7 separate regions of the Mus musculus genome follow, and all the other regions are linked to region 3. The links are chromatin contacts, called in public Hi-C, HiChIP or PLAC-seq and promoter capture Hi-C maps. All regions are on one chromosome and are shown on one strand. The core of a region is the stretch at or near the end of the contact, and the rest is flanking DNA. Distances in the headings are between cores, read along the strand shown.

Region 1 (3,924 bases), core at 532-3,031, 390 kb before region 3:
AACCTCTCTTTTCTCATTTCAAAGGCTTGCTTCGGTGTGAAGTCTTGCTAGAATTGTCTATTGGCTTTAACTGTCCACTTGACACAGCCAGGAGTGGCCTAAGAAGGGATACTCAACTGAGGGATTTCTCAGATCACAAGGCCTCTGGCCATATCATCTGTGGGGAATGGGGCCCAGCCCGCTGCAGGCTGTGCCACTACCTGGAAGGTGATCTGGGATAAGGCTAGCTGAGCGTAAGCCTGTGAGCTTGCCAGCTAGCAGCGTTTCTCCGTGGTTTCTGCTTCAAGCTTCTGCCCTGCTTTCCTTCAGTGATGACGTGTAATCTAAAAGCATCCTGGAAATGAAGCTGACTAAATCCTTCCCTCCCCTGAGTGCACATTTTAACTTTTCAGATTATTTTATGTAGGTGTTTTGCTTGCATATATGTCTATTTCACGCATGCTTTGTGCCCATTTGGTCCAGAAGGGGGCGACAGATCTAATAAAACCGGAGTTAGGGACGGTTGTGAGCCACCTTGTGGGAGGTTGCAGGAAACCAATCTCAGGTCCTTTGCAAGAGCTCTTAATCCATGAGCTTCGTCTCTAACCCCTGTTCATATATTCTTACAAAAGTACCATTCAGGAAGCTGGAAAGATGGATCACCCATTAAGAGCACAAACAGCTTTTGCAAATAGGACCTAGGTTTGGTTGCCAGCATCTACAGAGAGACGCTGTAACACCTGTAACTTCAATACCAGCGGATCCGACACAGTCTTTTGGTCTTCATGGGCACCTGCTCAAATGCAGTGTGAATACAGAGGCAGGTACAAACAAAATAAAAATAATTTTCAACTAGTCTTTTTAAGACAAAATCTAGATCCATTCAAGTGCTTCCATATACTCCAGTAACAATGCGAACAGAAGTGCCCAGCCCCTGTTGCAAGCTCCAGCCATGGTAATGTGTGTGTGTGTGTGTATGTGTGTGTATGTGTGTACTTACACTTTATAACAGCTGCCCTTCAAAATGGTTTGTACTGTGTTCCTTCTTGGCAAGCCATACGCCATGACAAATGATCACAGTGGTTTCCTTACATAGGAGCCTGATGTAACATCTGCACCGCTGTTTGCACTTTGCCTGAAAGAACAGCGACAGGCCTAATTAACAGCTCTCATTTGAATAGTTTTATGGCCAAATAATCAAAGGCTAGGAGAAAGCATTTAGGGCTGTCAAGAATCATAAACATTCACTGGACCTGAACCATGAACATACGAGCTAGTTCTGTTCATTTCCAGGAAGTCGCTCAATCAGTTCAGTAAGAGTCTAAGGTGAGGGAAAGCCAGGCGAGGGTCATCCGGAGCAAGACTGCAGTTGGTAACCCCCACCCCACCCCCCCCCACCCCCCACCCCCCCCACCCCCGCACCCAGGCACGGTAGGCGGTCATTGAGTACTCCTGAGTCCCGTCGCCTGGTCTCGTAGCTGCGCGCCCTAGTGGTTGTGGTGGGGACAACGACCCAGCCTCACCGGCATGGAACCCCAGGGGTGCGCTGGCTACCTAAGGGCACGGCCCTTTCCTGCTCTCAGTTCCAGACAGAACCGGCTAGGGCGCGGTAGCGAGTGCCGGCCTCGCCCTTCCAGCCCGTGCTGCTCCCGGAACCCCTGTACCCCACAGGTCAGCCGCACCCTGGCCGCGCCCCCGACCCAGGGCAGCTCGCGCTAGGTGCACATGGCCGCGCACTCGCAGCGGCCCAGCCGCCGACTTGCGCCGGCTTGCTTGCTCGTGCTCCTGCTTGCTGGTGCGCCTGATTGCTCAGGTGCGGGGCTCATCAGGCGCTCACCCGGCGCCTACCCTGCGTCACCCGGTGCCTCAATAAAGGGCTTTGTGTGCGCGCGGGGCGCAGATCCAGCCTGCCTAATGGGAGTCACTTCGCCCCAGTGGGTGACAGTCATTGTCCCACGCCCACTCTCGAGGATCCAGCGACAGCTCCGTGTTCCTGTTCATGTAGGCACCTCTTAGGGTCCCAAGCAAACCGTGGCACTATGCGGGAGGGTTTTGCTAGAGTTGTCCCTTGCTAACACCAGGACATTCCCTGTGTCCCTCCGTCGAGCCTAAATGACGTCATAAAGCAAAGAGGCTATCATATGTGTATGTTTCACGGGTTATGAGAACTAAAGACTAGGCCTGAGAGCTTCTAGCCCGAGGTAAGGGTTATATCATTGTGAGTTTAGTATCAACGCTATGAAACAGAGGGTTCTGTTGAGAGGGAAGGAATGAAACTCCTCCATTTATAGTGAATTCAGGGCGAGCTTTTAAGGTTAAATACTCTGATCCCTCTACCTGTCGCTGTTCTTTTCTGTTTTTGTTGAAACAGTCCAGACTGGCCTAGAACCACTATGTAGCCCAGGCTTGCTTCAGACTTGCAGCAAATCTATTTCAGCTTCCCAAGTGCTAGGCTGGAGCTACAGGAAAGTACCATCCGCCCTGCCTAGCAAATTCTCCTAGCGCAAAGAATGAACACACACACGCACACACACACACACACACACACACACACACACACACACACACACACACACACACACGCAGAGCAGGATAGTGATCTATCACTGAGCCTAGAATGTCCCGGAAAACATGTCCGGGCTTCCTCCATTTTCCAAAAGAAAAAGAAAAAATAAAAGTTGTGGGAAGTTACGGGACGAGCTGCATGATGGGATGTCCGCCAGCAACTGCGGAGCTGGCTTATCTGTAGAAGGTACTTCTGTGCCTACAAGAAACTAGAATGTATAGAAGCCCGATTCATTGTGTCTGTAGTCCAAATGGGGAATGTCTGTGCCACAGGGGTGAAGCCCCCCACCATGGATTATGTGACCAGTGTAGGAGAGTTCAGCCCGATTTGATTTCAGTTAGCATAGATGGAGACTGCAATGTGCCCACCAGCCTTAGTTTGGTTCCAAGCACCCGTGTGGTGGCTCACAGCCATCAACAACTCAGACTCCTGGGTGTGCAGCACCCTCTTCTGAACTCCGAAGGCACCAGGCATGCATGGAGTGCACATACATACACAGTCTTGACTGAAACTCCATAGAGACCCAAAGCTAGAACCATCAACTCAACAGCTCCAGGATTTCTGGTTGTTAGAAAATAAAACAGATTTAGAATCTAGTTCAACTGAACCCAGGGGCCATCTGGTTACAATACTCAGCACCAAAGTGGCTCTTGTGGTGGCATATGTGTGCATGCCCAGCATTTGGGAGGTAGAGGCAGGAGGATCAGAATGTTGAGCCTATTCTTAGCCACAGAGCCAATAGTAGACTAAACGACATGAGACCCTGTCTCAACAACAAATATAATGTTCATTGGTTTAATCCATTAACTGTTGGAGTAAAGTTTATACAGCAGATTATATTGCATATACCATGTCTTATTGTGAGAAGAGTACTCTTTATAGAAAAAAAAACTTTTTATTTTATTTTTTAAAAGAAATTCTTTTTTAAAAAAAGATTAATTTATTTATTCATTATATATAAGTAGACTGTAACTGCCTTCAGACACTCCTGAAGAGGAAGTCAGATCTCATTATGGATGATTGTGAGCCACCATGTGGTTGCTGGGATTTGAACTCAGGACCTTTGGAAGAGCAGTCAGTGCTCTTACCTGATGAGCCATCTCTCCAGCCCTCACCCCCACCCCCACCCCCTTTTTGGGGGAGAGGGGGTTTCGAGACAGGGTTTCTCTGTGTAGACCAGGCTGGATTTGAGAACTCAGAAATCCACCTGCCTCTACCTCCCTAGTGCTGGGATTAAAGGCGTGCACCACCACTGCCTTCTTTTTTTATTTTTAAACTTGCATTTCTGTGTGTGTGATATATGTGTATGTGTGTGTATATGTGTGTGTATGTGTGTGTGTTTGTATATGTGTGTATGTGTGTATATGTGTGTATGTGTG
Region 2 (3,907 bases), core at 1,145-3,644, 350 kb before region 3:
TTTGGATGCTGGGATTTGAACCTGGGTCCTTTGGAAGAGCAGCCAGTGCTCTTAAGTGCTGAGCCATCTCTTCAGCCTGTTTTTATTTATTTATTTATTTGTTATTATTATTTTATTTTATTTTATTTTATTGGTTTTTCGAGACAGGGTTTCTCTGTATTGCCCTGGCTGTCCTGGAACTCACTTTGTAGACCAGGCTGGCCTTGAACTCAGAAATCCTCCTGCCTCTGCCTCCTGAGAACTGGGATCAAAGGCGTGTGCCACCACGCCTGGCTTATTTTTATTATTTTTGAAAGATAAGTGGAAAGACTTCCTTGCTTACCTCTTGCATCAAATTTGCATAATTTCTCATGGAGTTTGTTGGATGTGAAAGTGCAAGTCCTGAAATAGTCCTATATTTTCACTTTTTAAAAGCCAAAGCTGGGGCTGGAGAGCCGGCTCAGTGGTTCCTGGGTTTGGTTCCTAGTGGCCTCAGAGCTCTAGATGACACCCCCATCTGGCCTCCATGGGCACCTCCAACACAAAAGGTTGTTGTTGTTGTTGTTGTTTAAGACAGGGTTCCTTTGTGTAACAGCCCTGGCTGTCCTATAACTCTATTTGTAGACCAGGCTAGCCAAGAATTCACAGATTTGCCTGCCTCTGCCTCCTGTGTGTGCCACCATCCCAGGCTCCAGATAAATTAACATTTAAAAAGCAAAGTTAAATACCTGGTGTGGTGGTGGTGGTGACACACATCTTTAATCTTAGCAAAATCGGGAGGCAAAATTGGGCAGTTCTCTGAGTTCAGGGCCAGCCTGGTCTACAGAGCCAGCTGCAGGACAGTCAGGGCTACACAAAAAAAACAAATAAAAGACAAAATTAATTTATATTTGCGTGGGATGGCATACCTCGAAGACATCACTCTTAAGGCTGCAGAAGTGTGTTAGCTGCTGCTTTAGTTGTTTTGGCTTTGAGACAAGATCTTCTTCTTCTTCTTCTTCTTCTTCTTCTTCTTCTTCATCTTCTTCATCTTCCTCCTCCTCCTCCTCCTCCTCCTCCTCCTCCTCCTCCTCCTCCTCCTCCTCCAAGCGGGAGCTGCCATGTGGTTGTTGGGGATTAAACTCCATACCTCTAAAAAGAACAGCCAGTGCTCTTAACCACTGAGCCATCTCGACAGCCCTAAGAACAGGATCTTACTGTGTAACCCTGGCTGGCCCGGAATGGCTTTTTGTTTTATTAATGACTATCTGTGTGTGCATATATGTGGTATATATGCATGTATAGATGTGAGTGTGAGCACCTGCATGTGTTCATATACAGGCCAGAAGAGGATATCAAGTGTCCTATTCTACTACTCCCTGCCTTATTCCCTGGAGGCCAGGGTCTACCCCTGACTCTGGAGCTAGGCTGGCGTCTGACAGGCTCGAGCAGCCCTTTTGTCTGTATCCCTCACAGGGCTGGGATCACAGCACCGCTGAGTCCACGCTTGGCTTTTCTTGAGTTCGAGGGATTTGAAAGTTGGTCTTCATCCTTGTTCATTAATCCACCTTACCCACTAAGCCATCTCCACCCCCATCCTCACTCCCATTTTTTAAGATCGGGTTTCGTGTAGCTGGCCACAAACTCTGTACGTAGGCGAGGATGACATTGGATTTCTGATTATCAGCCTTTAACCCCAAGTACAGCCCTGGGCTACCATGTCTGGCAAGTGAACCATGGACCTGGTGCATGCTAGGTAAGAACTCTATCACAAAGCTGAGCTGTGCCTGCAGCCCTCTGCAGCACCCCACAGCCCCTGCAGCCCTCCCCGCAGCCCTCTGCAGCCCCCCGACCCCCCTGCAGCCCCTGCAGCCCTCCCTGTAGTCCCTGAAGCCCTCCCGGCAACCCTCCCCAACCCTCTGCAGCCCCTGCAGCCCCTACCCCCCATCCCCTCAACTCATTGTGTTTACGTTGTATCATTGCAGAATTGACTATGGCCAGGGTTGCTAATAGGAGCTCCTCTTTCTCAGGCTTCAGGACAGCTCTCCTTTAGTAGTATTCTCCAGGGAAGAAAGTCAGCTGATGTTCTGAAATTAACTGGCCCATTTTAAATATGACTAAGTGTTTTTTTTTTTTTTTTGATAGAGTGACTTTTTCCTACTGAAAGAGCTTTGTGACAAGCAGAGCCTGAAGGGAGCTAACATTATGAAATACCTTGTTCACTCCTGATACTTCTTGAATAGAAAGCATCTTCTGTGTGCCAGACAGTGATCTAAGCATGACATTGGGGTAAAACCCTGATCCTCCAAGAACAATCAGGTACACTCCCAGGGAGCATGTCTGTGCTTACTTCCCGTGACCTACCGCGCACACCTAATTGTAGCTCTCAGTTGAGTTCGTTTTCCCCTTTAAAGTCAGGAAATTGGGCTGAAGTTGAATAACTCTCCTCTGACTCAAAGCCTGGTGCACTTTCTAGCATGGTACACTCTGTTGGCTATGTTGATATGTGGTTTCCTGTTTTTCAAGAATTACAGCTTGACTTAAAATATAAATAGTATTTCTCCTTGGCTAAGTAATTCTCATCACAACTATGGTGTAAGCATTTTCTTCTAGCATCCCAGATATATATTTATATGTCCACAATATATACTATGCACATGGAAAACATTAAGTCAACCCATTTAACAGACAAGTTGTATTGATCTGTACCGAGGATCTTAGCTAGACCAGTAGTACAGATTTGTAACTCCAGATGTTCAGAAAACAGAGACAGGAGGATCACAAGTTCAAAGGTAAGAGCTGGAGAGATGGTTTAGTGGTTATGAGCACTGACTGATCTCACAAATGACCCAGGTTCAATTACTAGCTCCCACGTGGTTGCTTACAATGCAGTTTCAGGGGATCCAAAACCCTTTTCTGGCCTCCGAGGACATGGCAAGGACACCTGCACAGACACACGCATGCAAAGCAAATACACACATAAAATAAAAACTAATTGGATCTCAAAAAAAGAGAGACAAGTTTAAGGGTAGCCTTACCAAGTTACTTGTTAAGACTTTTATTATTATTATTATTATTATTTATTATTATACTGCTAGGCATTGTGGTACAGATCTTTAATCTCAGGACTTGAGAGCCATAGGCAGATGAGTCCTTGTGAGTTCAAAGCCAGCCTGGACTATATAGTGAGATCCTGTCTTATGAAAACCACACAAATAATAAATCAAACAAAAAGGGCTGAGTATATAGTATTGTAAAAGATGAGGCCACTTTCCTGGAGTTGTGGAGTAGAGACAGGCTTCCTGCCTACCTACTTATCAAGTAAGAGACCTAGTCTCGAAAACAAGGTGGATGACTCCTGAGGGACCACTCCCAAAGGTATCCTCTGGCCTCTGCACCTTACAAACTGCCTTTTTTTTTTTTTTTCTTTTGTTTTTTTGAGACAGGGTTTCTCTGTGTAGCCCTGGCTGTTCTGGAACTCACTCCATAGACCAGGCTGGCCTCGAACTCAGAAATCCGCCCGCCTCTGCCTCCCAAGTGCTGGGATTAAAGGCGTGCACCACCACTGCCCGACTATAAACTGCCTTCTTTAATTTAGAAAAAAACCCTTTCGAGAATTTATGGAAGCTGTATTTGTGGGTTTCAAGAATTCATGCCTTGTAAAGTCCTCCTCCCCATACCATTGCCTACAGCCTGGGAGATAAGTTGGGTGTGTGTGTGTTGATGCAGTCATTTAGGTGTTACATACTTCAGAGCCACAGATGTCCCCATTAGTGCCACAGTCACTGTTTCTGGTCTGTCTGCGAATGCTGGTGCAGAATTTGCATTTGTAACCAGGAGCTGTTGCTGCTTCTATTTCTGGAACAAGGTTCAGCACCACTGCTTATAGCAACGGCTTAACACCAGGGTTCTGCCCTGGATGTGCAGGCTGATGCGTCTTTAATGTGTC
Region 3 (4,286 bases), core at 266-2,765:
CCTATATGGTAGTGCACAGTCGCCTGTAACTCCAGTCTTGAGGAATCTAAAGTTCTCTTCTGGACTATACGGGCACTAAAGACTTGGGGTGCACAGATACTCAGGCAAAACCCCTGTCCATCCACATAAGTAAGTAAATCTTAAAACAAAACAAAACAAAACCAAACCAAAACCACTAGCCTGTTTGAGGATACTAGTTAAAGTCACAAGGAAAGATTTTTATTGGCTACTGCTGCCGTAGGAAAGCCTACATTATGAACTGGGTTCTAGTTTCATTAAAAAAAAAAACCAAAATAAAAAAAAAAGAATAGGGATCTTGAAGGCCGGGGAATGGTGCTGAAGGATCTAAGGTGTTCGTGTGTGTGTGTGTGTGTGTAGAAACAAACGTGTTTCTTATGACAGGAGCAGTGGAGCAAGCTGAAAACAACCATCTCTGGAAGGGGCTGGAGCCCAAGGTGATTTATCTTCCTGAGTGCTCGCTCACACCTCAACGACATGTCTACCACATCTCCAGGAAACTGTGGGGTGGTAGGCTTATGCCCCAAAGTGCAGAGAAAGAAAATATAATCTTTACTTTGCTCCAGGGATCTGCCTATCTGTCACCAGGTTTGGGCAGGGGTGGGGAGGAAATTTCCCATACTTTTAGTTTTTCTAAGCGGGCATTTTAAGGGGTGTAGTATAGTCACGAAGGCAACGCCCTGAAGTGTTACTGTGCAGTCCTTTTTTCTTGCTGTCCCATCCCAAGAGTGCTGTGGATTTCAGGATACTGTTAGTATTTGATTGGCCTGGCTTTAAGAGCCAACGCCATACGGTGTGTTTTGCAAGGCCCAAAGTTGATGATAGGCTTAGAATATGTCTCATCAACAATTAAACGAATGAAACCTGGAGTGCAAGCCGCGATGCACGCCTGGCTTTACCACTTTCAATCTGGCTAACTTTAGTCCTTCGTTCGTTATTATCCAGACCGCGTGCCACTTTCACAGCTTGTCTGTAAGTTTTGGCTTTGGGGTTCGAAAGTGGGAAACCGAGGCCGGCTTTCCTTTTGGACAAGAGGTTTATCAGAGTCACCAACACCACGGACAGCACCGTGAAGGGGGCTCTGGGGAGCCCAGGCTGCGTTCCAGGGTTGGGGGATTCCCTCCTTAAGGGTTAGGGGTCACGTGACTGGCCTGATCACGTGACCGGCGGGACGCCCACATTTTGTTGTTCACAGGCGGTCTCTGAATCCGGTATGCGGGCAAGTTTCGAAAAGCAAGTTACTTGGCTTCTGGAAACCAAACCAAGGTGTTTCAAGACTCGTCACTGACTCATCCTACGTCTTCTCAAACCTCGCATGGCTCACGTGACTCCTCCGTACGGCCCTCCTCTCCTGGAAGCACGTGGTCGCCCCTGACCCTCCTTCCGCTCAGCCTCAGGGTTCTGGGTCTCCGCGTCCTGCCGCGCCGCGGCACTCCAGTTCGCCTGCGCAGACGGAGAGGCCTGGCACACAGGTTAGTTTGCGGCGTGGCCGTAAAGCGCGGTCGCGCGTCGGGTACGTCGTGGGGCTGCTGGCGCCGCCGGCCAGCGGCGCTGGGGGAGCGCGGCCGGGTCCTAGTGCCCGCTGGCTGCAGGTTCGGGGCTCAAGGCGGGGCTCCGGGCGAGGCCGGCCACCTCCGAACCCTCGCGGGCCGCGCGCCAGGCGCCAGGCGCCGATGGCCGGCCGCTCCCTGGGGCAGGCGGTAGCCACCGTGTCGCTCTCGGTGGCCCTCGCGTCAGTGACTGTCCGGTCCTCAGCCTGCCGCGCCGTCCCCGCACCCAGGTACCCCGATTCTAGGACGGGCTGCGGTTCCGAGACCTCGGGTGGACCTGCGATCCCCTCCTTCCTTTTCCAGAGGTTATGTAGGCTGTGCTGAAGTACTGGATTTTGGGAAGCCAATAGCAAGGACCCTTCTCGATCTCTGACTTTTTAATTTGCCCATCCAGATAAGGCGCCAACGCTAATTCATAGATCACCAGAGTTTGAAGAGCATTTATGGTGTGTTGCTCCGTGCTAGAGGTGATACCGAGTCCATATAATGGAATATACTGTTAATATATACTGTTAATCTGAGTAGCAGACAGTGTTTTCTGTGCGCTGGAAGGCGCTGATTATTGGCTTTTGGGTAGACTGGAGATGAAGTGTGCGCACAAGTGCCTCAGTACTGGGAACCTCGTTCTTTCCCTTCTCTCCTGGGCGAGGTGGCCGCAACTTTATTTCCTAGTGACTTGGAAAGTTTGTAAGTTTGGTTCTGTTAAGTTCTCTGACACCAGTGTCTTCCTTAAAACACATACCACCCACGCCTCAAGCTTGACTTTTATCTAGGAGGCAAACTCACCAAGCTTTCGGTTCCGAAGAGGAAAGAGGTTAGTTCCCTGGCAATTTGGGCTCCGTGTGAGACCGAGTTTGGAATTTCTGTGGGCTTCCCAAACAGGAGTGACATATTCCTTCACCTCATTGAAAATAGAATTACTTCTGCTGTGGTTTGTAGGCCCCACGGTGCCATCCCCTTTCTGCTTTCCTGACAGTGCTTAAAACCCCTCAATCAGAGTGTCCTCTTTCTGCTGGTGTGGGTTAACACCCTTTATACACCTTCTTCAGTGGGGCTTGCTGAGGGGAGAACTTCCTGCTCTCTGGAAGTCACTAATGGCATTTTTGTTGGTTGTTACCAGAACAACGAAAAGCTCATTGGTGATTTCTAGCACGACAGGGAAAGGAACACTTAAAGAAGTATATCCAGAACTGAAACTGCTTATTCCAAAGAAAAACCCAAAGCTAAGTCAACAAGTGTTTGTTGAGTGCCTGCTGGTCTAGACAGATGATTGTAAAACATCTGTCGAGAAACAAAAGACGTGTAACTTCAAGAGTTTTGTGACTACAGTTTTCTTTAGGAGCTTGGCCCCTCATCCACTGATCACCTTCCATGCCCATGTTTATGTAGGTAGCACTAATTAGACTATCTTAAAAGGCTATCTAAAAGGAAACAGAAGGAGCCAGAAGAGGGGGCTGGAGAGATAGCTCAGCAGTTAAGAGCTCGAATGGACTGGAAGATGATCCCTGTTCATTCTTGGTTGCCAGGTCAGGTGTAAACTCCTGCTCCATTGTCAGCTCTGCGCCCCTGTGCAGGACCCATGCATGAACACACACATGTAATCAAAAATAAAATATAAAAATGTAGGAGAACATGACTGATGGGGTGGAAAGCTGGGAGGAGTTGGGAGGCGGATATGATCAAAATACGTTTATGTGTATGTATTCACTCCTATCTCCAGTGTGATACACCTATATGTATAGAATTTTCTAAAAATAAGTGAATAAAAACATATTAAAAACAATTTTGTGACTAACAATGGAGGGAAATCCAGGGCACAGGAGTTAGAATTTTGTAGTTAGAATTTGTGATTTACGTAGTTTCAAAGATCTTTATTAGTAAAACCTGGAAAGTCAGGTTTCCGTTTCTCAACAGGTTTTGTCAGTGACATAAGTTTGTTCATGTGCTCACATGTAACATGTGTGACCCAAAAATTAAGCTGAGGTGCAACAGGAAATATTAGAATTATTTCCAAAGCAAGGATTTGTGTGGGTCAGTTGAGTGGGCAGTATTGCCAGCACTTAGGAGAGTGACTTGCAGGCGTACACTTACCTCTTATAAATTATGGTATTGAAGATTTTCTTCAGTTCATAGCAGCATGCAGCTATTGGATTCCTTTCCTTTCCTCTCCCTTCTTTTCTTCTCTCTCTCTCTCTTTCTTTCTTTCTTTCTTTCTTCTTTTTTTTTTTTTTTGTTTGTTTGTTTGTTTTTCAAGACAGGGTTTCTCTGTGTAGCCCTGGCTGTCCTGGAACTCACTCTGTAGACCAGGCTGGCCTCGAACTCAGAAATCTGCCTGCCTCTACCTCCCGAGTGCTGGGATTAAAGACGTGCGCCACCATGCCCGGCTTTCTTTTCTCTCTTTCTTCCCTTCCCTTCCCTTCCCTTCCCTCCCCTCCCCTCCCCTCCCCTCCCCTCCCCTCCCCCCCCTCCTCTCCCTTTCCTTTCCTTCCTTTCCTTCTTGCCAGTCTTAGGAACTGGTCTTTGCTTTGTAAGATGCATTTTAATAATTTCCTAGTTCCTTTCTGTTGATGGCACAGTCCTGTAATTCAATAAAAAAGATTTAGGCTCTGATTATGTACATAGTAAGTATTCTTGTTCCAGTAGCCAGCGTGGTCCCATAATGGACAGCAGACGTGAGTGGATTAGCATTCCTCTGTGGGGAAGATGCATAGTCTGATT
Region 4 (4,025 bases), core at 1,077-3,576, 310 kb before region 3:
ACTAGCAGTCTACCTAGGTATGGTACACAGTAAATGAATAAATAATTTAAAAATGAAGGAAAATTGAATTCTGCTGTCAGGAATAGTTATGTTTTCTTTCTTTCCTTTTCCTTTTCTTTCTTTATTTAATGTACATGAGTACACTGTAGCTGTCTTTAAACACACCAGAAGAGGGCATCGGATTCCATTACAGGTGCTTGTGAGCCACCATGTGGTTGCTGGGAATTGAACTGAGGATGTCTGGAAGAGCAGTCACTGCTTTTAACCTCTGAGCCATCTCTCCAGCCCTCCCTTTATTGTTGTTGCTAATTTTTTTTTCTTGTTTACTCATTTATAGACAGGATCCCATGTAGCCCAGGATGGTCCCAAACTTTGCCAAAGTTGACCTTTAATTCCTATTCCCCTTTGCTTCTTCCTTCCAAGTGCTCAGATTACAGGTGTCCACCGTGCAACCCCCCCCCTTTATTTTTTAAAATGCCTGGATTTAGAAGATGTCAAGATATAAATGGGCATTCCTTCATAGTACGTTGTAGAATTTTTATAGTCATCCTTACTGAGATATGGTGTTTTCTTTACACTCAGTTCCTATGACGGGCAAGGATCTTAGGAACAGAACTTTGGTGACCTTTCAGAGGGCTTTATACTGAGGGAGGTGGGAATGAACTACTCTTGTTAAAACAAGCTGGCCAGTGGGTGGTAGGTAAGCTACCGGGAGAGATTTATGAGCAACATCCTGTTCTGGAATCATTGCTGGGGACAGCAGAGGGGGAGCAACTGCTACATTAATCAGGAAGGCAGCTCTGGAATGGATGTCGGCCACTGGAGAATCTGAGGTTGATCCCCCCTGGTGGTTGGTAGTCTGTGTACCACATGGCTGAGGACACACTTTGGGTCCAGCTCTTGAGTCCACACAGGTGTTGGTGCTGGTTAGGTGGGTCCATTTCCCTAAGGAGAAAACAGAGCTGAGTAAGATAAAGACAGATGCTACTGTGGCCAGAGCCAGAGTATAGTCTTATAATTGCTTCCAGAATTGTAAAGAAAAAGAGAGGTGAGCCATTTGGGAGGGAGGAGGAGGAGATCATGTGTGTTGTGCTGGGTCTGATATGGGACCATGGTCACCTGCTTTGTTCCTCCCATAGTTTGCAGTATCTCTGACTCAGCCATAGCGTGTGTGTGAAACCTAACATCTTGATGGGAGGGTGAAGTCTTGGCCTAAGTCATCCTTCCTTCAGTGAAAGACAGATCAGTCCTTCAGCAGAAGAGTGGATTCTGGGAACATGGCTCAGCAGTTGAGAACACTCGCTGCTCTTTCAGAATCAAGAGTTCGGTTCCCAGAGCCCACACCAGGTCATAACTGCCTGGAACACCAACTCCAAAAGGATGCACCATCTCCGGCCTCCATAGACTGCACTCACGCAGGCAAACAGTCATGCATACATGGGTTCTTTTCCTTTAAAAGGGGCTATGGTTAGAATGTAGCTGGGTTAGCAGAGTGCCTGTCTCAAATGCACACAGCCCTGAGTTTCATTCCTAACATTGTATAAACTGGGTGTGGTGGTTCTCCTGGGGTGGTAGCAGGAGCCACAGGCCATTCTCTGCTAGTTCTGGGCTGGCCTGGGATTCCTGGGGTTCTTATAGGTAAATATTTAAGATCACACCCTGTGCTTGAAAGTCTACAAATTGAAAATGAAAGGATCCTATTTTTTACCAGAAACAAGATAATTTTTATCCACCAGGTGTGATGATGCACCCTTTTAAACACTGCATCCAGGAGGCAGAGGCAGGGGGAATCTATGAAAATAAGTTTCAGGATAGCCAGGGCTACACTGGGAAATTTTATCTTGAAAAACAAGCAAAACAAATATTATTTCATTCTAGATAAACGTGTGGGTTTGGGAGTAGAGTCATTCAAGTTGTTCAATATAATAACCCCTCCCCCATTTATATATTCAAAGTCAATAATTGTATGTTTTTAAGCTGTGGCTAGAGATTTGCTTCATAGGTAAATTTATGATGCTACTCAACTAAATATTATTACACTGGGTTCCATTTCCAGTGCCAAGTGCACATCTATACATCAACATGTGCGCACACATTCACAGATGTTATTTAATAAATGTCAAAGGCTAAGTGGTTATTCTTCTACTCCCTTTAGAAAATGGGAATGTTATTCAGTTACTGTATTGTCACTGATAAAACCCCAAAGGAGAAGCTTGTTTCAGCTCTTGATCGCAGAGGTTTCACCGCATGGTGGTTTGACCCTTATGACAGTCATGGTTGGTTCATTATGTACACATAGGAGACTTACTCACCCCATGTTGGCTGGAAATCCAACAGAGGGGGTGAGGGAGAGGCAGATGGAGACTTGATCCAATATCCCCTTTAAGGGCACACCCAGGGACCTTCCCAACTTTAGGTCCCATTTCGTAAAAGTGCTACCACCTCTCAGTAGCTCTGCAGGTGGGGTAGAGTGTCACATGGGCAAGGAAGCAGCAAACTGTGAGACTAGAGATCGCATTGAGGAAGGGACCCCAGGTCCCTGGGCCCAGGGTTGGTAGGGCATCGAGGGTCTGTAGGAGAATTGTTAACAGGACATGGAGGCCACTAGATTGATTCCAGAGAGGCAACATGTCTGAGCATGCCTTGGCTGTCTTAGGCCGTGGGGAAACCCCCTTTCAGTGTATGGGAGTCATACTTCCCTCTGACTTTACAGAGAAAACAGAAGTAGAAGAAGGAAACCATTCCAGGGTTGGGGCTGGTTCTGTGTTCCCGGAGGTCACTCTTGTGTTTTGTAAAAGGGTGGGAAAGAGCACCTTAGCAGCCTGGCCAAGGTGTTCTAAGGAATGACCACCATGCTGGAAGCTTATTGGGGGAGTGGAAGGGGAGTTGGAAAACAGGCAGAACCAGAGAAATGTAAGGGGGTGGGTACAGAGAAGGACAGAAAGAGAGAGAGAGAAGAAAAGAACATCTGGAAATATGTGGGAACAAAGAGAGAGAGAGAGAGAGAGAGAGAGAGAGAGAGAGAGAGAGAGACAGACATAGATTTAGAAGAACAGTCTTCTTTTATGCCTAACTTGTGGCTAGAACCTGGTAGTCAGAGAGGCAAGCCGTTGCTAGGTAACTAATGAGCAGAGTCTAGAGGAATTGCCAACATTCCTCCATTTTTGTTTAATTAAAAATGAAATAGGGGCTGGAGAGATGGCTCAACAGTTAAGAAGAAAACTGATCTTGGGGGCTGGAGAGATGGCTCAGTGGTTAAGAGCACCGACTGCTCTTCCAAAGGTCCGGAGTTCAAATCCCAGCAACCACATGGTGGCTCACAATCATCCATAATGAGATCTGACACCCACTTCTGGTGCATCTGAAGACAACTACAGTGTACTTAGATATAATAATAAATAAATCTTAAAAAAAAAAAAAAGAAAGAAAGAAAACCGATCTTTCAGAGGTCTTGAGTTCAATTCCCAGCAACCACATTGGTGGTTCACAACCATCTGTAATGGGATCTGATGCCCTCTTCAGGCACACAGCTGTACATTCAGGCCGGGCACTCATATACATAAAATAAACTACAAAGGGGTGATTGGTGGGGCAGGAATGGAGTGTGCTCTTTAATTGTTTCCTGCTGATTTTGGGGCAACAGTTGTCTTAGGGAAACCTAAGAAAATTGGAATGTTGGTTAAATCCTGGAAGAGAGTTGGCTGTTTCATTGCTGTCCAGGGTCTGTGGGACCATCTACAGCTAGGAAAGTGCTGGCCCACTAGACTCTTCTGGGAGAGTAGTCTGGATCGCTTCTGGGTTGCTTCTTTGGAGCTGTCCTGGATATAGATTTTTGACTTATCGGAGACAGAAAATAAAGTTAAGCGGGCTTGGGAGAAAACTTATATCTTAGGTATATATTTGTAACCCTTAGGCTCATGTTCTTGATGGTTGGGGGAGGGGAGTCCAAAAACCAGGGAATTGGTGGGAGAAGGGAAATCCCATCCTCTGGAATAGGCAACAGATGGGGAATTTAGGGTGTTGAT
Region 5 (3,892 bases), core at 1,250-3,749, 270 kb before region 3:
TGCCAAGCCTGTGAGGCGAGAAGTTACCTCCTTTCACTGGTGTGGCTTCTGCAATTGTTCTTATTTGCATGGTAGTCTTCCTTGTGTGTGTGTGTGTGTGTGTGTGTGTGTCCACGCGCGCGTGTGCGTGATTTATTTATCTTCCTCTATGTGTATGGGTGCATGTCAGGTGCCTACAGAGGTCAGAAGAAGGCACTGAGTAGCTTCCTAGAACTGAAGTGTCAGATGTTGTGAACTGCCATGTAGGTGCTGGGAACTAAACCTTGGTCTTCTGCGTTGGGCATTCTCAATTGCTGAGCCATCTCTCTAGCCCTAATATACATACATACATACATATTACAAGTTATATGTTATATATTATATATTAATTATGTGTCTGGGTGTTTTGCCTGCATGTATCCCTGTGCACCTTGTGTGTGCCCAGTGTCAAGGGAAGCAAAGGTATTCCTTGGAACTAGAGTTACAGCCTGTTAATGCAGTGCTTTTAATTGCTTGGCCATTGCTCCAGCCCTGTTCTCTATCCCATCCCCCTTTATTGATATGTGTGGAAGGCTTTGTCTGCTGTGTATTGGAACACCTAGCCTTTCTTCTATCTGTGTCTCTCGTTTCTGCTGGGTAGTGCATCACCATAAGCCAGCTTAACAAAAAGGCGGGTGATTAGGCTTCTCTACCTGTAGATTAATAAGATCTTCCCTCTAAATATATCTGCATGTATTCCAAGGAGAAACGGTCAGTGTGTCATAAAACACCAGCCCTGGCACTTGGACTTTGGATCGTGTTTTTCTCTGTTTTACTGCAGGCTGTGAGCTTTTGCTTCTTCATACACAGGGATCTAGAATTACAGTTTGGGGCTGATCTACTGTTTAGAGCTTTGCAAAATAATGATCACAATATTTCTTTACTCCATTTTGTTTTGCCCTGTGTGTGTGTGTGTGTGTGTGTGTGTGTGAGAGAGAGAGAGAGAGAGAGAGAGAGAGAGAGAGAGACTCCGCTAAAATAGTATATGAATATCTTTTTTGTGAAGCAAATGTTCCAACAAAACTGTTTTTGAACCTGAGTCTCTTGGTAGTCCTGGTTCCTCTAGAGCTTGCTCCGCAGACCAGGCTAGCCTGGCCTCACAGAGATCTGCCTGCCTTTGCCTCCCAAGTGAAGATATTGAAGCTGTGCACTACCATGCCAGGCACAGAGCTGAATATACACAGAATGCTCCAGGAACCACATTGTCACTCAACCACGTCACCCTAGTCTCCTGGGAAACCTAACAGAGTGTAAAGTGTGTTAGAACCTATGTAGAAGTATGTGCCAGGTTCTTCTGCAAGGTGAATTAACATGGTGTTTCCTTAGAGCCGGTATCAGTCTAAAACTTGTAACATGCATCTCAGGTATGCAAACTGCCTCAGAATGGAAAAAGAGACTTTATGATGCGTAACAAGAATTTAAATTTCTTTATCGAGTGTAGTTACTCTCAGAGGAGAGTGAGTGGCCAGGAGGTTCCCTGAGCAGTGTTTTCAAGGCTGATTTAAATTGTGTGAAGGTGGGTGTGGGGTCCTAACACAGATGATCAGCCCCAGGAATACAGCTGATAGAATCATTGTTGTCTTCTGGAGGGGCCCCCGATTGCTTTTTTAAGTGTCAGTTTGAGTGTTTGGGGGACCAAGTCCCCCCCCCCCCCCCCCCCCGATTCAGCTTGTTGTTTGTAGTGTGTTTTAGGTTAAGGGAGCAGTATTAAGAATGGAAGTTTTAGCTGAGTGATTTTTATTATGAGAAAGCCTCTTGCACATTCTTTTCATACACATGGAACTGGGGGGGGGGAGTAGTCTCTTGTGTTTGGAAACATTTATTTTTGTCTCCAAAACACGGAGCTGTCCTCTGTAAGCAACATTGGGAGAGATACAGTTTAATGGCAAACTAATGTAATTTTAAAATGCAGTGACAGTTTTTCCTAAAGCCAATGTGTTAAAAAAAAAAAAAAGAAAAAGAAAGAAAGAAAGAAAGAAAAAGTTCCCAAGCTTTTGGAATGGAAACAAAGGACAGAAGACAAATGTAAGCCAGGCAGAACCGTTTCCAGTGCTCTAAAGTCACGTGACAGAAGCCGCCGATCCCGTTCCTTCACTTCTATCCACTTGTGACACAGGGACCCTATTTCGTAAGGCAAGGTGGCTGGAAGCCGTGAGTCTTATAAGTTGTTTTGTATGGTCAGGGCAGGACGGCAAAGAGCTAAATCAGTGAGTCAGAACCCAGTGGGTTGATTTCTTTCTCCTTCTCTGGCTACAAGGAGAGACGCGTGAAAGAAGATACTCCTCCCCCGTACTCTCCAAAGGAGAGTTAAAACTTTGAGCATTAATTCTAGAGGGAGCTGGTGACATCTTTGAGAGAAAGGCATACACGGAGTGAGCAGTCAGGGGTGATAAATGGGTAGTCAGCTGTTCACAGGCAGCCCCGTGGGCCCTGGGTTGCCATGGGAGCATGAATGGCATTCAGCATTCCTGATTGACTAACCTAGTTTAGTGACAAGGCTTGTGAGCTCTGAGCTCTGGCCTGGCAGAAGGCTCTTCAGGTGGACCTTACCACAGCACGCTGCACCATGTCTCCAGCCCAGCTTGGGCCTTTGTGTGGCTTGAGGCCTTCCTCATCTCTCCCCCCCTCCCCCCAGCCTCTTTGACTCCTTCCCTCATTAGTGGTAAGGAAGAAGAAGAGAGGACCCCCGCCCCCATGCCTACAGAGTTGGGTTTTCTCAGTACTTTAACTCCTCGGTGACACATTCCATCCCCCAAGGAGAAGCCTTTGAGTAAATGCACCCTGACAGGCCCAGCATGGGGCTGACTTAATCACCGTACTCTGAAGAGGTGAGGAATTGGAGCTGAATTTTTCAGCATTTTCACCACCTCTCTGAAAGTCAGCACACCCTGTGTGTTTTAGGTTTCCAGAGGTTCGTTCGGATTTTTTTTTTTTTTTAAATTTTTACCCGTTTTGTGTGGGGAGTTCTGTCAGTGAGAGTGTCGGCTGGCTTGTGTTTATTCTGCAATGCAGTGTTCTGTGCGTTGGAGCATAAGTGCTCTCTCTCTCAAGGGTCCTGGCAGCGCCTGACTTACACTTGTCTTCTGCCCTTGTTTCTGTCCCTAGCACCCAATAGCTTGGAAACTTTTCACATATTGGTTTTATGAAAAATGTCGACACGTTAAACTGTATCTGTCCAGATGTTGATTAAATAAACTCAGGGCAGCTCAAGGTTCTGAAGACTCAATTTTGTCTTTATTTGTTTCCCTCCACCCCCACCCTGCCCCAAAACATTCTATGTCCCCCTTTCTCAACCATGAGTCTGTGATCATCAATACCAAGGCAAAAGTAGCCTCCTTGCCCTTTACAGTCAGCAGGAGCAAGGGTCATGAACTTTGCCTGTATTCTGGAGGCAGGGGGGACTTGTAGATATCCTTGTAGATATCCTTGTGTTCTGTTGACTCTCCAGGATGCAGAGCATCCTGATGCCAGACTGTGGTTGCTGAGTGTTATCCCTGTCTGTGGATGTCTTTAGTGTATGAGACATGACTTGTGAGTGCAGAGGTTACTGTGGGATCAGTGACCCCCAAGTGTGTAAAATCTAACAAGGATCTAAAGAAGGATTGTATGCAGCTCAGTGTTTAGAAAACGGAAGAGCAAGCGCCTGTTGAGGCCCCTCTCAAGGAGCTTCCTGTAAGGGCTTTGTGGAATCAGCCGAACCAGTCATGCGTTCTGTGGTTCCGAGATTGTTCTGCTGGTAGGGATAATACCTGGGTTGCCGTGCACCTCCTCGAAACGAAGGAATTAAGAGTGATTAACAGCTAGCACACCTTAGTCATCACTGCCCTGTGTAACTCAGCCCAGCGACTGGGAGCGTAAGGCTGCATCACTAACC
Region 6 (3,713 bases), core at 321-2,820, 330 kb after region 3:
ATACTACGCTGGACACTGTTGTAGCTCACAGGCATCCTGGCTAGGTAGGACTCTTACTTGGTTTACCACCTTGGCAGCTTGCATTACACCCTGCAGTTCTATGAGATCTAGTCCTCAGGGAATAGACTCCCAGGTCAGATCCCACTCAGCTCCTCAAGGCCTGGGTCTGAGGTGAATGGTGTTTTCAGCAATAGGGACTTCAACCTCTGGGAAGCAAGCAAGGGCAATAACAATAGCTTGTATTGTTTGGGGAGTCCCTCTGACCAACAATTCCAATGGGGTTGCTGCTAATGGTTCTTGGTGTGTGCATGTGCGTGCGTGCGTGTGTGTGTGTGTGTGTGTGTGTGTGTGTGTGTGTATAAATTGTTATCAACCCAAGTAGAACAACATCACTTAAACTGTATATGTATGTGTATGTGTATGTGTATGTGTATGTGTATGTGTATGTGTGTGTGTGTGTGTATGTGTATGTGTGTGTGTGTATGTGTGTGTGTGTGTGTATATAAATGGTTATCAACCCAAGTAGAACAACATCACTTAAACTGTATATGTATGTGTATGTGTATTTGTGTGTGTGTGTGTATGTGTATGTGTATGTGTGTGTGTATGTGTATATGTGTGTATGTATGGATGTGTATGTGTATATGTATATGATGTATATGTATGTGATATATGTATATGTATATGTATATGTATGCCCAGAGGCAAATGCTACATCTCTTTCACCTGTAATCCCTAGCTCCAAATCTTCATATGAGAACATTAAGCTGGAGTAAGCACAGGTACCAGGAAAGTAAAGGGGGCACCATGCAGTGAGGAGGGGGCACGTGCAGTGAGGAGGGTGGCACCATGCAGTGAAGAGGGTGGCACTGTGCAGTGAGGAGGATGGCACCATGCAGTGAGGAGGATGGCACCATGCAGTGAGGAGGGGGCACCATGCAGTGAGGAAGGGGCACCGTGCAGTGAGGAGGGCGGCACTGTACAATGAGGAGGGCATACTGGAGAGCACTTTATTTGGGATAGGGGGAGCGAGGAGGGAGAGGGAGAAGGGCAAAGTAACACTAAGGAAGTCTGTCAGGAACATTAGCAATCATATTTTTACCTGAAATTGCATGCATACATACCTCCTTAACTAAAGAAACTAGGATTCAGAAAGAGCAAGGGAGTTATGCAAGGCTCAAGGTCAACAGGGGTCAGAGGGAACTTACTCTCAAGTTTTCCTGTCCTTACATACTGTACATTCCTGTCCATGCATACATACCCCTTTGCTCTCTTATGCTAACATAAATGGATGAAAATATTTACAATTTTTAAGTGACTTCTGTATATGTTCAGTCTTGGTGATAAGCCCATGAATTTGGAGAAATGTACATTATTCTTTCTATTTTACACTTCACAGAACTGGAGCAAAAGCAATGGCTTGCCCAAGGTCAGCTGGTAAATCAGGATGGAAGTCAGGGCAAGGCGCCAAATATCCAATTTCCTGTGTGGGAGTTGCTTTCACAATATCATATTCCTGCTAGTGGAGCCGTGAGATCGCAAGGTCATTGCATCCCGGGAACTGTCTGGGGACTCGCACTTGCCTATGAAGTGGCCTTGGGCAGGGACAGGGGAGGGCATGGCTCTGACTCAGAGCTGCCTAGAGCCAGCCAGAAGGTCAGGAAAGCTCACCTCTGTATGTGATGTAGCAAGCCACATCCTTGTCTATTTGTGTGGACATTCCCGAGAATTTCTCTGTTCCCCTCCTCATGAATTCTTCTTTAGCCTAAACGTGTAATTTTTTGGTTTCAGCAAAATATTTATCTAAGAGAGTTAGATACTCTGGACTTGACTGATTGACCTGCAAGTCTTTCTCAGTCTTGTAAGCATTTAAATGTTTCCTGGACCCCTGGCAGAGGCGATTCTTTCAGAATAATGGTTCTGTTTAGACTAGTGACAGTCCCATGACCAGAAAGTGAAATGAAGCAAACAGGCAGAGAAGGAGCAACACTGTACCTGACGTTCTATCAAGGTCTTTGTGTGAATTATGTTATTTAATCTACCAAACATTCTGTGAGATAGGAGTCCTCATCACTCTGCCTTTGCATGTGGGTAAACTGAGGCACAGGAAAGGTGAGTCATTCGGCTAAAGTTAAACAGTTTGAAAGCAGCAGGAAAAAAAGGTTGACCGCAATTTGAACCCCAGAATTTGTATCCTTATCAAAAGCATGAATGAGTGTTGGCTCAGACCAGAGGAAACTGCTCATATTACCAGCAATCACCATCCATGCTCATAGATCATTTGTTTTATGCATCAAGTATTGGGTTAAAGCCTTACGTCAATTACCCATTCCCTCTTGGGACAGCAATACCATCAAGTAGGGATAATAGTTGCAGCCAATTAGCAGTTAAGAAAGTAGCGACTAATAACTTGCTTGGGTCCCACAGGAAATTGCTAGCTTTAGTCAAGGAAGACTCATTAGCTTCAGAAGCTGTTTACAGCCAGCCTCTTAATCCAGAGATGACATCATCCCTAGACTACAGGACATTCCTGCATCCATTGCCATGGCAACCATCCCACACACCCCCACCCACCCTCCAGCATGCCTTACTTGCATCACCTGCCCTTGTCAACACCTGAGTTTACCTACCTCTCGGATAAAAGACATGGACCCCAACCCATCTCTCTCTTTTTCTCTTCCTTGCTTCTCTTTCAATAAAGGACCTCTCTGGTGAGAACTGTGCTGGCTTGGCGTGATCTATCCAGGAATACACTATCCAAGAATACACTGTTTTCAACTAACAAGACTAGCTGCCACATTATAGAAAATTAAATAATACACAGGAGACTCTACAGCAAGTCAGTAGACCCGAGCCCACTCCTTCCAAAGTCACTAGAACTTTCTTTTTAAGAGTATAACACTCTAAGCAGTTATTTGAACTAGTTCCTGACAAGAGTTTTTTTTGGTTCTTGGGGTTTTTTTTAAGATTTATTTATTTAATTTTTTTATGTATATGAGTACACTGTAGCTGTACAGATGGATGTGAGCCTTCATGTGGTTGTTGGGAATTGTATTTAGGACCTCTTCTCACTCCAGTCAGCCCCACTCGCTCTGGTCAACTCTGTTGGCTTAGTCCCTGGTCGTTCCAACCCATAGATTAATTTCTTATTATACTGTACACTGTAGCTGTCTTCAGATAAACCAGAAGATCAGATCTCATTACGGATTATTGTGAGCTACTATGTAATTGCTGGGATTTGAACTCAGGACCTTCAGAAGAGCAGTCAGTGCTCTTACCCGCTTAGGCATCTCACCAACGCTTGACAAGAGTTTTGAAGGCAAAGATTACTGGGTGATTGATTAATCTTGCCTGGTACAGGAAACCTAGAGAAGTCATGGATCTCAGAGGAGGATCTAAGATGGTCATTTCATCCAAACCATTCACCTGAAAAGTATCTCAACAGAAAAGGTTTTAGAGTCTCTATGTGGCAGAGGCCCAAGACTTCCAAAGGCCCGTCAGATGCATTTCTTTTACATCTCCCATCCACTTGCCATATCCACACCACAGTTTCCTGTTTACGGAAAAGTTCTAGAGCACAATCTCATCACCTGCAAAGCAAAAGCAAAACCTGGGCATTTCATAATCTATAACATGCCAACCTTGCCCAAAGGAATAACAGAGAAATAGGCTTTCCGTAGTGTTTGGGTATTGGCGTTCTTGGAAACTGGACC
Region 7 (3,648 bases), core at 346-2,845, 350 kb after region 3:
AAAAACAAAAAGAAGAACACTAAACACTGGTGTGATTTCCTGTGCTCTCTGGGATACTCTTGCCCCATCTGCTTTTAAATTTTTGAGTTAAATCCAAATATTCATAGTTCTTGACAGAACACACTTAGAACAAACAAAGTCTCTACTATGAATCTCTGACTGTTTCAGCATGCCTTTCTTTCTCAGTCTGTTACCATACCCAAAGCAAATTGAAAACAGATTTGATATCCAATCTGGGGAGACTTCTGCCATTTCTTTATTTTCCTGAATGATGATAAAGTTGAACCACTCTTGTAACCTGCTTCCTGAATGCTGTGGCAGCCAGAGCATAGATGTGTGACTCTCTTTGATCTCAATGTCCCCTGAGTCTCTGAACTCTGCTCACCTCTGTGGAAGTGTCCTTGGCTGAAAGTGCCCTGCAACTTCATCACAGCGAACAGGACAGGAGCTGAGGTAAACAACAACAACAACAAAAAAAAAAAGATCTGGACAAAGACATCATTTAGCATGGACCACTGGTTCTACAGCCCCTGTTCTAAGCAGTGAGTCCATTTGTTCCCTGAATCTAAGTGTGACTGTCACGCTTATGGACAAACACACGGATGGAGAGCATGGACGGTAAGGGAGTGAAGGAATTAAGTCTATATCTTCCACCATCTGCATTTCAAAAGGGAAAGGAGATATATCAAAACCTAAATTGCACACATCCAGAAACAGAAGCCCAGTAAGAAGATAAGGAATCGCTAATGAAAGAGAAGAAGATGCTTGCAGTTTTTAAATGAAGATTGACTATATTTTGCTGGTCCATGTCTAGACCCACAAATGACAAAAGTCATTCAGAAGCATAGCCCACCAAACAAAGTAAAGTCCCTCTCACAGAGGTACTCTGGTATCACCAATTCCTTACTGGAAAATACTTGGAATACCTCCAAAGTTTGATGTTGCAAATAAAGGCAGATATACTGTAGCTTGGGAAAATAGCTTAAATTCTACTTAAATCTTTTCAGTAAGACATAATAAAGTGGAAGCTCTTTATAAATCCTCCTTTGAAAACACAAGCGTCCATATGCATATGGTATGAAATTCTCCTATGTGTCATGACAGGAAATGAATGTCTGATTACTGAGCTGCAGCCACCCAAACTGATTTGAGCCCTGGGTCCCAGCTCTTTGTTTATGTGCACCGGCCAGGAGCTTGTGAGCGAGACATAGTAACAATTTCACCTCCTATTTCTTGAAGAGTCACCTGCCCCAGGGCTGTTCATTGTTATTTTACTACTTAGTGGTTTATGAGATAAATGGTTAAGCAGTGGTGTGGGGCAAGCGGATTTTCAAAGCATGTGTAGCTGCCGCGCTGTCTAGATATGAGAGCATAAAGCTACTTGATCTAAAAAGGACAAAAAAAAAATGCCCCACCTCCTTCCACAGCCCTACTTTCTGCTTCCACTGATTCATTACTCATTAAAAATGAGACAACTAAAATAGACTTAAATAAATAATGGTTTTTATCTAACCTGAGAAAAATGTCAAGATCCAAGTAAGGTCGTGTTAAATGTTAACTTCTACCGGGAATCAAGGCTGCAGGATCCGTGGTACAGCTGGGAACTGGGTTTTATGACTCGCTACCAAACTGGTTGTGTTGAGCAGGGAGAACAGCAGGCACTGTTAATCATTGGGCACCATCTTTTGAAACACAGTTACTTCTTTGTGTCCATGTCCTTTCTTTTCTTTTCTGTTTTTGCCCTTGGGATTCTTTGGGTCAATGATTTTCTGCTCTGAGCCCCTATCATTTATTTGATTTTCCCATCTGATGGGTGACCAGCTAAAGCAGCAGCCCCAGGGTGTTATTTTTAAACTATAAGAATTGGTAAACACTCTCAAGTTTCAGTAACTAAAGCTGTTAGCTCCATTTTTTTCCCCAGAATATCTTTTTAAAAGTAAGGCAAAACAAAACGTCACTGTGATCAGCCCCACCCCAAAAGAAAATGGATGAGTGTGGTTTAATGAGATAGCCTGAGGGAAATACATTGGGAGCAAGAGGTGGACAGAGGATGGATAATGCACAAAGGGATGCAGCATGGACCAACCAATGAAGGGCTCAACTGGGAAGGCTGTTTAATACCAGACTGATGACCTAACTTTAATTCAAAAAATGGACATTTGCAAATTGTCCTCTGACCTCTACATGTATGCCATGGCATTTTCTCTCTCTCTCTCTCTCTCTCTCTCTCTCTCTCTCTCTCCTCCCACCTCACAGGCACACACACACAGGTGCACATATATACAGAGAGGCATACATGCATACTCACAGGCACACACACACACACAATAAACATATTACAGAATTTAGTAGGGTACAATTGGGCAAGAATGACTTGTAATATCCTACAACACAGCAGGGTAACTGAAGAAATAAATATCCAAGGTGATGCTGTGCCAGTTACCTGATCTGATAAATACATCATACAGATGTCATAAAGCATCAAGTGGTGTGATATAAATATGTATCATGCCCATGTGTCGATATAAATGGAAAATCAAAATATATATATATATATATATATATATATATATATATATATATATATATATCTCACATACCTCAGAAGGTAACCCAAATATGATCTTTATTGCAGATTAGTAGAATTTTCTCCAAAATTAACACTGATCCAGATGGTATTTGGAAACCAATGGCCCAATTCCAGCTCTAAATTTTAGCTGAAAAAAAGTGTAAGGTCAGAAATTGTTAGCCAAGACATATATTAATGTGTTTTACTATAGTAACTTATTGACTTTCTATCTGCATTCAGTTACATTGGCTAATAAACAGACATGACAGCTCACCGCAGCTCCCACTTTCCCTGCAGAACAGTGAGTGAGTCAGCGGATCACAGAGATGCTCGCACAGATGCGGGAAGAGCACTGTTCATGATAGCCAAGTCCCAGAACGAGCATCTGTCCACCAACAGAGGAACAAAGGAAGAAAGTGTGGTATATATACACGTGGGAGTTGGTTCATCCGTAAGGATGAACTTATGTCATTTCAGGGAAATAGATACAACTGGTGATTGCCATTTTAAAGTAACTCAATCAGATTCAGGAAGACAACTATCACATTTTCTCTCGTTTGTGGATCTTAATTACAGAGTGTATATATGTATATGTGACATGGAAGTAGGAAGAAAACTGTCATGGGATGAAGGATACAAACAAAAGAAGAGAGATGTGGGCATTAAAGAGCATGCTGAGGGAGGTATGGCCAAGACATACTGCATGTCTGCAGGAACACATTGTGAAACCACATGCAGGTACAATGAATACATCAGCAAGCAAAACTAAAAATAACTATTAAAGTTGTTGTATAAAATACGCAGGTATAGTTATTTCAGAGATGAAGAAAATGTTAAAGTTATAGTTAGTTAAATACAGACATTTCAACATAATAATGACTACAATTCATTGCAACTGTATAGATCCTTTTCTGTTTTGGAAGTTTCTGTTGTTTTAAGTTTTAAATGATATTCATTTTTCATCTTGCAATTATGAGACACTACACTCTATGCCCAAACAATATAAATAAGCCCAATATTACGCTTATGTTCATATGCTGCACCAATATGTTCTCCCTCCCTTCCCTCCTCCTTCCCTC

Evidence for each region. HiChIP or PLAC-seq counts read pairs in DNA pulled down with a chosen protein or histone mark. Hi-C and Micro-C count contacts between places; a contact is called where the count stands out from the background. Capture Hi-C pulls out chosen DNA fragments and counts their contacts.
Region 1: a contact with region 3 is called in a promoter capture Hi-C map of pancreatic islet. The contact joins the promoter of 1700016H13Rik here to the promoter of Nudt9 in region 3. A contact is called at or near these places in 6 of 39 promoter capture datasets (the C10 cell line, embryonic stem cells, hematopoietic stem and progenitor cells and 3 more), 3 of 115 datasets of contacts at active chromatin or transcription factors (embryonic stem cells and thymic regulatory T cells) and 3 of 9 other capture datasets (adipose tissue, liver and pancreatic islet).
Region 2: a contact with region 3 is called in a Hi-C map of Th1 cells, with 3 times the contacts expected there. The contact joins the enhancer-like site here to the promoter of Nudt9 in region 3. A contact is called at or near these places in 3 of 39 promoter capture datasets (the C10 cell line, liver and pre-B cells), 7 of 484 Hi-C or Micro-C datasets (CD4 T cells, the G1E-ER4 cell line, Th1 cells and 3 more), 2 of 115 datasets of contacts at active chromatin or transcription factors (embryonic stem cells and pancreatic cancer cells) and 1 of 9 other capture datasets (adipose tissue).
Region 4: a contact with region 3 is called in a FOXA1 HiChIP or PLAC-seq map of pancreatic cancer cells. The contact joins the enhancer-like site here to the promoter of Nudt9 in region 3. A contact is called at or near these places in 2 of 39 promoter capture datasets (the HPC-7 cell line and fetal liver), 1 of 484 Hi-C or Micro-C datasets (CD8 T cells) and 2 of 115 datasets of contacts at active chromatin or transcription factors (embryonic stem cells and pancreatic cancer cells).
Region 5: a CTCF HiChIP or PLAC-seq map of the NIH/3T3 cell line shows a contact between it and region 3, with 10 read pairs. The contact joins the enhancer-like site here to the promoter of Nudt9 in region 3. A contact is called at or near these places in 1 of 15 datasets of contacts at CTCF or cohesin (the NIH/3T3 cell line), 1 of 484 Hi-C or Micro-C datasets (the G1E-ER4 cell line) and 1 of 9 other capture datasets (liver).
Region 6: a contact with region 3 is called in an HNF4G HiChIP or PLAC-seq map of pancreatic cancer cells. The contact joins the enhancer-like site here to the promoter of Nudt9 in region 3. A contact is called at or near these places in 1 of 15 datasets of contacts at CTCF or cohesin (the NIH/3T3 cell line), 1 of 484 Hi-C or Micro-C datasets (myeloid progenitors), 1 of 115 datasets of contacts at active chromatin or transcription factors (pancreatic cancer cells) and 1 of 9 other capture datasets (embryonic stem cells).
Region 7: a FOXA1 HiChIP or PLAC-seq map of pancreatic cancer cells shows a contact between it and region 3. The contact joins the enhancer-like site here to the promoter of Nudt9 in region 3. A contact is called at or near these places in 4 of 39 promoter capture datasets (the 3T3-L1 cell line, hippocampal neurons and maxillary cranial neural crest), 1 of 15 datasets of contacts at CTCF or cohesin (the NIH/3T3 cell line), 1 of 484 Hi-C or Micro-C datasets (myeloid progenitors), 4 of 115 datasets of contacts at active chromatin or transcription factors (the NIH/3T3 cell line, bone marrow-derived dendritic cells, embryonic stem cells and 1 more) and 1 of 9 other capture datasets (embryonic stem cells).

The regions. Positions count from the first base shown.
Region 1 is chr5:103,653,943-103,657,866 of GRCm38.p6, forward strand. It overlaps 1700016H13Rik (RIKEN cDNA 1700016H13 gene), which reads right to left and starts at 1,782. Exons shown (of 4, transcript NM_028824.1): 1 at 1,503-1,782; 2 at 980-1,114. The coding sequence starts at 1,044. It overlaps Gm42138 (a long non-coding RNA gene), which reads left to right and starts at 1,755. Exons shown (of 3, transcript XR_880498.2): 1 at 1,755-2,180.
Region 2 is chr5:103,695,962-103,699,868 of GRCm38.p6, forward strand. It overlaps a transcript of Aff1 not described here. Among named protein-coding and RNA genes, the nearest start is that of Gm25721, 40 kb to the left of the region's middle. Within about 2 kb of position 2,395, at least 67 of the 459 cell types and tissues checked have an H3K27ac peak or open chromatin away from gene starts, as enhancers often do. A contact at or near this core is called in Th1 cells, adipose tissue, pancreatic cancer cells and 2 more, where this site is marked.
Region 3 is chr5:104,045,349-104,049,634 of GRCm38.p6, forward strand. It overlaps Nudt9 (nudix (nucleoside diphosphate linked moiety X)-type motif 9), which reads left to right and starts at 1,516. Exons shown (of 8, transcript NM_028794.4): 1 at 1,516-1,798. The coding sequence starts at 1,692. It overlaps Mir5619 (microRNA 5619), which reads left to right and starts at 2,655; the gene lies at 2,655-2,715.
Region 4 is chr5:103,730,140-103,734,164 of GRCm38.p6, forward strand. It overlaps a transcript of Aff1 not described here. Among named protein-coding and RNA genes, the nearest start is that of Aff1, 22 kb to the right of the region's middle. Within about 2 kb of position 2,327, at least 61 of the 459 cell types and tissues checked have an H3K27ac peak or open chromatin away from gene starts, as enhancers often do. A contact at or near this core is called in CD8 T cells and pancreatic cancer cells, where this site is marked.
Region 5 is chr5:103,776,277-103,780,168 of GRCm38.p6, forward strand. All of the region lies in intron 1 of Aff1 (AF4/FMR2 family, member 1), which reads left to right. Among named protein-coding and RNA genes, the nearest start is that of Aff1, 24 kb to the left of the region's middle. Within about 2 kb of position 2,500, at least 210 of the 459 cell types and tissues checked have an H3K27ac peak or open chromatin away from gene starts, as enhancers often do. A contact at or near this core is called in the G1E-ER4 cell line, the NIH/3T3 cell line and liver, where this site is marked.
Region 6 is chr5:104,372,916-104,376,628 of GRCm38.p6, forward strand. No RefSeq gene overlaps it. Among named protein-coding and RNA genes, the nearest start is that of Mepe, 49 kb to the left of the region's middle. Within about 2 kb of position 1,571, at least 64 of the 459 cell types and tissues checked have an H3K27ac peak or open chromatin away from gene starts, as enhancers often do. A contact at or near this core is called in the NIH/3T3 cell line and pancreatic cancer cells, where this site is marked.
Region 7 is chr5:104,398,131-104,401,778 of GRCm38.p6, forward strand. No RefSeq gene overlaps it. Among named protein-coding and RNA genes, the nearest start is that of Spp1, 35 kb to the right of the region's middle. Within about 2 kb of position 1,596, at least 41 of the 459 cell types and tissues checked have an H3K27ac peak or open chromatin away from gene starts, as enhancers often do. A contact at or near this core is called in the NIH/3T3 cell line and pancreatic cancer cells, where this site is marked.